Linked DNA regions of Sus scrofa: region 1 is linked to region 2. The links are chromatin contacts, called in public HiChIP or PLAC-seq maps. All regions are on one chromosome and are shown on one strand. Each heading gives the region's core, a stretch centred on a gene start, on an enhancer-like site or on the middle of the called end of the contact. The rest is flanking DNA. Distances are from core to core; before and after follow the strand shown.

Region 1 (3,685 bases), core at 976-3,475, 440 kb before region 2:
ATTCTCTAGGATGGCAAGGAGGGGAGTGGAATTGAGGAAAAGTACACAGGTGACTTCAACGAAATCCAGAAATTTTATACTTTTTTTTTAACCTGAGAGAAATTTAATAGGATGTTAAAAAGGATTTTCCTAATTATCTTTAAAATTCAGCTAAGGCCCTAAAGCCAAAGATACTTACTAGACACATTCTGCAGAATTTTATAAAAAATGATCTTCAGCTATCTTAATGCCTATCAATAATCGCCAGACATTTTAAGAGAATGCTATACATTCATTGATGCTTTAGATAGGTGCCTTGAAGGGGATTTTTAGGAGGAGAAAGGCTATGGCTGTCCCACTCCCTTCTATGGTGAGATGCTTCCCACCCATTGCCAAGTCAGGAGACGAGCCCCAAGCAAATCAGTCAGAGACCAGGGGTGTCTACCAGAGAGGAGACTGGTGTCTCACTTCCTGGCCAGATGTTTACAGAGCCCTGACATTGCAGGCCCTGGCACCGCTTCAAGACCATCTTGAAGAACTGGAGTTCAGGAGAGCAGCTGAGCATCAGCAGGCGTTTACTAGCATCTGTGCCTGGGCTTTTATGCCCCTCTGGAGAATTGCAAAGGCAGGAGACTGGCTAGGACAGCACACAGTTACAGGATGGGGATAGAGGGTTGATGAGATGGGTAAGCTTTTGACAGGAAAATGATGCATCTTTTACCATTGACCAAAAGGACATGAGTCATCCTGAAGAGACTCTGCCACCCAAGAGCACTGCTTCCTGAGGCAAAAGTTGTAGCCCCAAAGATGTGCAAATATGAGAGCGAATTTCAAGAAGCCAACTGGAGAATGTCTATTACAGTTTGGAGCCCAATATATCCCTTCCTGAAGAACCTGTACTTGGATGCTTAGATTAATGGAGGGGACAAGGCCCAGCCAAGCAGTAGGTAAGAAGGGGGCTCCTTTTTTTTTTTTTTTGGCTTTTTAGGTCCACACCTGTGGCAAATGGAGGTTCCCAGACTAGGGGTCAAATCAGAGCTATAGCCGCTGGCCTACACCACAGTCATAGCAACACGGGATCCAAGCCACCTCTACAACCTACACCACAGCTCATGGCAATGCCAGATCTTTAACCCATTGAGCAAGGCCAGGGATTGAACCCACAACCTCATGGATCCTTGTCAGGTTTGTTAACCCCTGAGCCACGAAGGGAACTCCAAGAAGGGGCTGCTTATCACACCAGCTAAGCACAAACATTTTGTTGCTCTTTTTACTCCACATGCTGGATGCCCTACTAGAGCAGTTAGAAAGGGGGAAAGAGGCGAAAACAAGTCAGAAAAATCACTGATGGGAAAACTATGATCTCCTTCCTCACAGAGGCAACAGTAAGAAGAGTTAAAAATATGGGATTTGAGGAGTTCCCTCATGACTCAGCAGGTTAAGGGTCTGGCATTGTCATTGCTGTGGCTTTGGAGAATTGCAAAGGCAGGAGACTCTGGCATGGGTTCGGGAACTTCTGTATGCCTGGGTGCAGCCAAAATATATAGAGAGTTTAGATTTGAGCCACATATGATATCAGGTTAATCTTTTCCATGTCTGAAAACAGACTCTTCTTACAGTTAAAAAAATGTTAGCGAAAAGCTATAGGATCTTACAGAGATGTTGGTCACAGCAAGGAAGGGAGATTAAGCAGAGTGAGTTGAAAGCCACTGTGTGAGAAAAAGTTTCTCATTTCTATCTCCCATAGTTTAGCCCTGGGCTAAACACATTCCATAAGGTAGTTATACAAACAGGGCAACATGTTACCACTTATTAAACTTGATGTTGGGTATAGTAGTAGCCTTCAAGATGGTCCCAATTATCAATGGTGACTGCCTCCTATTAATCATACCCCTGTGTAGTCCTCTGCCACATGGTACCAAGGCTGGTTTGTATGAGCAATAACCTATGGTAGAAGTGAAAGTTACTTCTGAGATTAGGTTCTTAAAATAGACTATGGCTTCCCTCCTTCTTCCTCACTCCCAGCCTCCTGCTCATCCTCCCACACTTCTTTCTCTTCCCCCTTCTCCCCCTCTCCTTCCCCCACTCCTTCTCCTCTCTTGCTCTGGGAGAAACAAGTCCTATAAAGAGGCCCACTAGTGGAGGAACTGAGCCTCTGGCCAACAGCCAGCAAGAAACTGAAACCTGTCAACAGCATAAGTGAGCTTGGAAGCAGATTTTCTAGCTCCTGTTCAGCTTGAGATGACTCCATCCCCAGCCTACAGTTTGCCTGCACTTCCTGAAAGCCCTTGAACCTGAACCACCCAGCTAAGCCACTCCCTGACTCCTCCACATAAACTGTGTGAGATAATAAATGTTTGCTGTTTAAGCTGCTACATTTTGAGGCAACTTGTGATACAGTAATAGATAATGAATACAATGGGTTCATAAATATTTATTCTTTATGTTCTTCAGAATGTCTAAAACATTTCATAACAATTCAGATATATACCATGAAGATTTTTTTCCCATATTTAGCATCTTGAAGTTAAAGGAATCTTTTAGGGCTGAGCATATTCAAACTGTTTAGACACTGTCCCTAACTTGGATGAAAATTCTTGTGGTCTCCTGAGAGCATTCTCATAAAATAAATCATGCTTTGGAAGAGAGAAATATCATGAAATGAGTTGCTCTGAAATCAAATTATTATCATAGTCTACAGAACCAATGATCACTGGTAAAGGAATCAAACAGTGTCACCTGGGAGTGGAGGTTAATATTAATGTAAATATAGAAGGAAGCTGCCAAAGAGGGACAGAAAAGCAACATTAGGAGTTGACCCTGTGGCACAACGGTATCAGCTGCATCTCTGCACGCCAGAATGCAGGTTCGTCCCTTACCCAGCACAGTGGGTTAAAGGATCTGTCGTTGCTCCAGCTGCAGCATAGGTCACAACTGCTGCTCAGATCTGATTCCTGGCCCAGGAAATCCGTATGTGGTGAGGTGACCAAAAAAAGAAAAAGAAAAAAGAAGCAACATTACTGCAATGTTCTTTACTGACACTAGGTGGCAACAAAGTTTTATCATGCAGTTATATTTCAGTTACACGGTTTGGCCAGGGTAAAAGTACTTTTAATTCACACAGCTCAAAAAACAAAACAAAACAAAACAAAATTATTTCTTAATTATTACTTAGTTAATACTATTTTTGAGTTATTATTTCTGAGTGGGAATTAAAGCGTTGCTTATATTGATTCCTGACCTAAATCCATTTGAAAGGAGGCAGTTTTAAAATAAACATATTTATTATTCATTTTATTTTAAAATAGCTTAATAAGGAGTTCCCGTTGTGGCGCAGTGGTTAACAAGTCCGACTAGGAACCATGAGGTTGCAGGTTCAATCCCTGCCCTTGCTCAGTGGGTTAACGATCCAGCATTGCCAAGAGCTGTGGTGTAGGTTGCAGACACGGCTGGAATCCCGTGTTGCTGTGGCTCTGGCGTAGGCCGGTGGCTACAGCTCCCATTAGACCCTTAGCCTGGGAAACTCCATATGCGGCCCAAGAAATGGCAAAAAGACAAAAAAATAATAATAATAAAATAAAATAGCTTAATAATAGTAATAATAGCACTATTAACATTCATTCAGCTCTTTGGCATACCTGAAATTTGGGATAATTTATGCAGAATTTAGGCAGAATTGAGTCGTAGTTTACTTTTGAAAGATTGG
Region 2 (3,406 bases), core at 343-2,842:
GATTCTCTTCACAAGAATGTTTTTCATATTATAAAATGACTAGGTCTCATAGGAAATGCAAACCACCTGTATTATTTGCGTAAGAAAGAGGCTTTCAGACTGGAGAGGTTTACTTTTTTTTTCAAATTCTACTTAATTGAATTGTATCTTTAGTGCTTAGATAATACCTTTTGTGGACCTTTTTGTTAACCTTCACAAGTTGACCTTACTTGGTACTGTATAAAAAGAAGTGGAGCATTTGATAAGTTCAAGGATTAAAATTTCTCTTGAGAGGTGTTTCCAGTGTTCTTTCGTTTACTAAAAACTAAACAAAGATATAATATGAAAATGTTACATATTTCACCTAACACATACTGGTAGACTTTTTAAAGTCTAAATGAAATAAATGCTCTTGGATTTCTTACAGACTATAGTCACTTGTTAGGTAAAATGGAATAGCATTTTATGAAATGATAATTCAAGGAATTTATTCTTACATGGGAACAGTAGCTAGAGATAGCTAAATAATCAGGAAATGTCTGTTTTGAAAATATAATTTCTTGCTCAAATAAAAATACTTTTGATACATATGTTGTACTTAAAAAGTTAGCACTAGGACACGGGAGGGAGGATCTTATTGTGATTAGATTTTCTAATTGTAAATAATGAAAATATATGGAGACGTAAGAAAGATTTTTTATGTTACACGTATCATAGAAGGATATATGTAAGTTCATAGTGTGGATCGTGTAGAAATAAGGCCTGTTTAAAATGCTTATTTATTCTCCTGTGTTTTTTATCTTTTTCAAAACACTCCTCAGTGACTCCTCAATCGAAGTGAAAGCTTTAAAAATAATTTCTTAGAGAAATTAACTCCTTAGGAGCAACTCTGACTAAAGATCTTGAAAAGTTTTTCCCAAGAGTGTTTATTAGTTGTGATTAGCAAGATGTTAGATTTCTTTAAGACATAAATAAGAGAACGAGAAATACAGTGGCTTTGGATCTCCTGGGGGTTTTTACTGTCTGTGCTGAAAGCTTTGGTTTGCATCCAAATGGTCACATAAGTTGCTTGTAGCAAGAAAGATTTCCCTGTGTGATATAGGTAATTTAGAAACTGAGTTGCTTGTTTATTTCATTTTCAAACTTAGATTCTTTTATAGTTAAGCCACTATGTGTTTTTAACTTAGTAGAATATTGTTTACATTTTTAAGTTATAAAATAGCACTGTGGGTGTAATACACCTGGTTTTTATTCATGCTGTTTCTCCTTCAAAAGTGAGTGCGGTAGTCATATATGCATACATATCCTCTTCCTCTTGCTTCTTCCTCCTTCCTCTTCCTTTCTTGCCTCCCTCACTCCCGCCCCCCACCCCAAGATATGAGTAAATTCCTTTATGTAAAAGTTGTGTCATCTTTAAAATAATCGAATGACCATGTATTGGATCCTCCCTCTATGTTCTGTCCCCCCCAGCCCCAGTTTTACTTTGTTTTATTTTTTAGTGGTGAAGATCTGGTGAAACTTTACTGAAAGGTGGTTTTTGTGTAATACCTCTTCCCTCCTTTTCCTGCACCCTTCCCCCATACTGCTCTTACTGAAGCAGCTGGATTTTTATTTGTGCTTGGGGCCAGTGCAGGGGCGGGGGTGAGTAGTACATGGGGTGGAGTTAGAAGACCAGATGCATCCTGATCATTTAAAATCCTTCTTGATGTGAATGAGCTAGGAAAAAAAGCGGTACAGATAAATCATAACTACTCTTTTGTAAAGAATAATACTTATAATTTTTTTAAAGAATTGGAGTAATGTGCTCTCTTACTCAGTTTACTTATTTAGAAACAATTTCTGTTTTAATTAGCATAAGTTTTTATGCAAATGTATATTTAAAAAAAATAAATTGAGGCCTATTAATACCCTAGAATTTTTTCATACCATCCTTTAAAATTACATCGTTACTTTTCAATAAATGGGAAATATTGTATGGATAAAAGCATCACTTTAGATTATAATATGAAAACTAGAATTAATTGGTGTCCTAAAGCCATTATGATAATGACTGTAATACATTGTATTTATATATATACACGCCTTCACATTTTGAGAATGAAACCCAGAGAAGTAACCATTAGAATTTTTTTTTATCTTAACAGACTTTCAAACCTCTGGTTGAAAAAAGTGTACCCAGTACAATCACCGCGGTAGAATTCCTTGTAGATAAACAACTGGATTTTTTAACTGAAGATAGTGCCTTCCAGCCCTACCAGGTAAGAAAGTTTAAGTTGCTTTTAAAAATTAATGATTTATTAAACTTCACTGATACTCAGATACTCTTTTGAATATTCAGTTCTAGCTAACCATCAAGGTATATAAGGAATCCAATACATTTGGTAAATTTTAATTATAGGATAAATGATTCATTTATCTGATCAATAAATATACACTGAGACCTTACTATGAACCAGGCACCATCCTGTCGGTGAGAATGCACAAGTGAGCAAATAAAAGCCCCTGCCATTCTAAATAAAGTTCATTGTTAGAAAATAACTGGTTAGATAGTAGTATAAATTATCTTTGTCTCCAGCTCTAAAGATTAAGAATTGGGTCAATTAATGTAATTAAATGAGATTAGTGTTTACTATACACATACATATCAGTTTAGCATAATAGTAATTCGTTTTCTAAGTGGAAATTCTCCTTTAATTGTCATTTATTGAATTGTTCGGTTTCTGAATTTTAGATTCCAGTTGTTACACCTTAAATACAAGTACACTTAATTGGAAAAACATTTTCCTGGTAGGTTTTTAGATTTAAATCATATGGAGAAACTCATCAAAAGTAGTAAGCCAAATTTTTTTTTTTAAATCTCTAGTTAAGTTCTGTTAGTTTTTTCAGGGTAGGAGTAAAAATGCACATAAGTTTGTTTTCTTTGTATATTTGGATTTTAGATTGAATTAAATCAATACATTTTATAGGTTCCTTTTTACTTAAATATTTATGATATTGTAATAATTGTGTTGAGGGAACTAGTTCCACTTTTTTTTAATGCAGCTGGAAGTCAGTATTCCTGTTTCATTTCAGAATAGCTACTGTTTTTCAAAAATAAAATGTAGCGGCATGATTTCCATGGAAAGAACAAGAGCTTGAGTTATTAATGAGCAGTGGTTTGTTGTGTGTGAAGTTATAATACTTAGGAAATTAGTAGTTTTGTGCCTCTTTTATTAAATCTACCAAAAAGAGACGATAGTTCCCTCAGTTAAATGTTATTTCCTATTTTGAAATCATATAGATAATGCTTTTGTCTTTTCACATTACTTTTCATAGTTCATTAAATGGCCTCATTTTTGTGCTGTCAGTTTTTGCTCTTAGATTACAATATTAAATTCCGGTTTAATATTGGAAGTAATAGAGCTCTCCCCTCAATTTTATTTTGTTT

Evidence for each region. HiChIP or PLAC-seq counts read pairs in DNA pulled down with a chosen protein or histone mark.
Region 1: an H3K27ac HiChIP or PLAC-seq map of alveolar macrophages shows a contact between it and region 2, with 9 times the contacts expected there. The contact joins two enhancer-like sites. A contact is called at or near these places in 3 of 47 Hi-C or Micro-C datasets (embryonic fibroblasts, retroperitoneal adipose tissue and skeletal muscle) and 2 of 2 datasets of contacts at active chromatin or transcription factors (alveolar macrophages and skeletal muscle).

Annotation. Positions count from the first base shown.
Region 1 is chr14:67,166,666-67,170,350 of Sscrofa11.1, reverse strand. No RefSeq gene overlaps it. Among named protein-coding and RNA genes, the nearest start is that of JMJD1C, 200 kb to the right of the region's middle. Within about 2 kb of position 2,225, at least 26 of the 83 cell types and tissues checked have an H3K27ac peak or open chromatin away from gene starts, as enhancers often do. A contact at or near this core is called in alveolar macrophages and retroperitoneal adipose tissue, where this site is marked.
Region 2 is chr14:66,723,522-66,726,927 of Sscrofa11.1, reverse strand. JMJD1C (probable JmjC domain-containing histone demethylation protein 2C) reads left to right here. Exons shown (of 26, transcript XM_021073644.1): 3 at 2,124-2,237. Among named protein-coding and RNA genes, the nearest start is that of MIR1296, 95 kb to the left of the region's middle. Within about 2 kb of position 1,592, at least 35 of the 83 cell types and tissues checked have an H3K27ac peak or open chromatin away from gene starts, as enhancers often do. A contact at or near this core is called in alveolar macrophages and retroperitoneal adipose tissue, where this site is marked.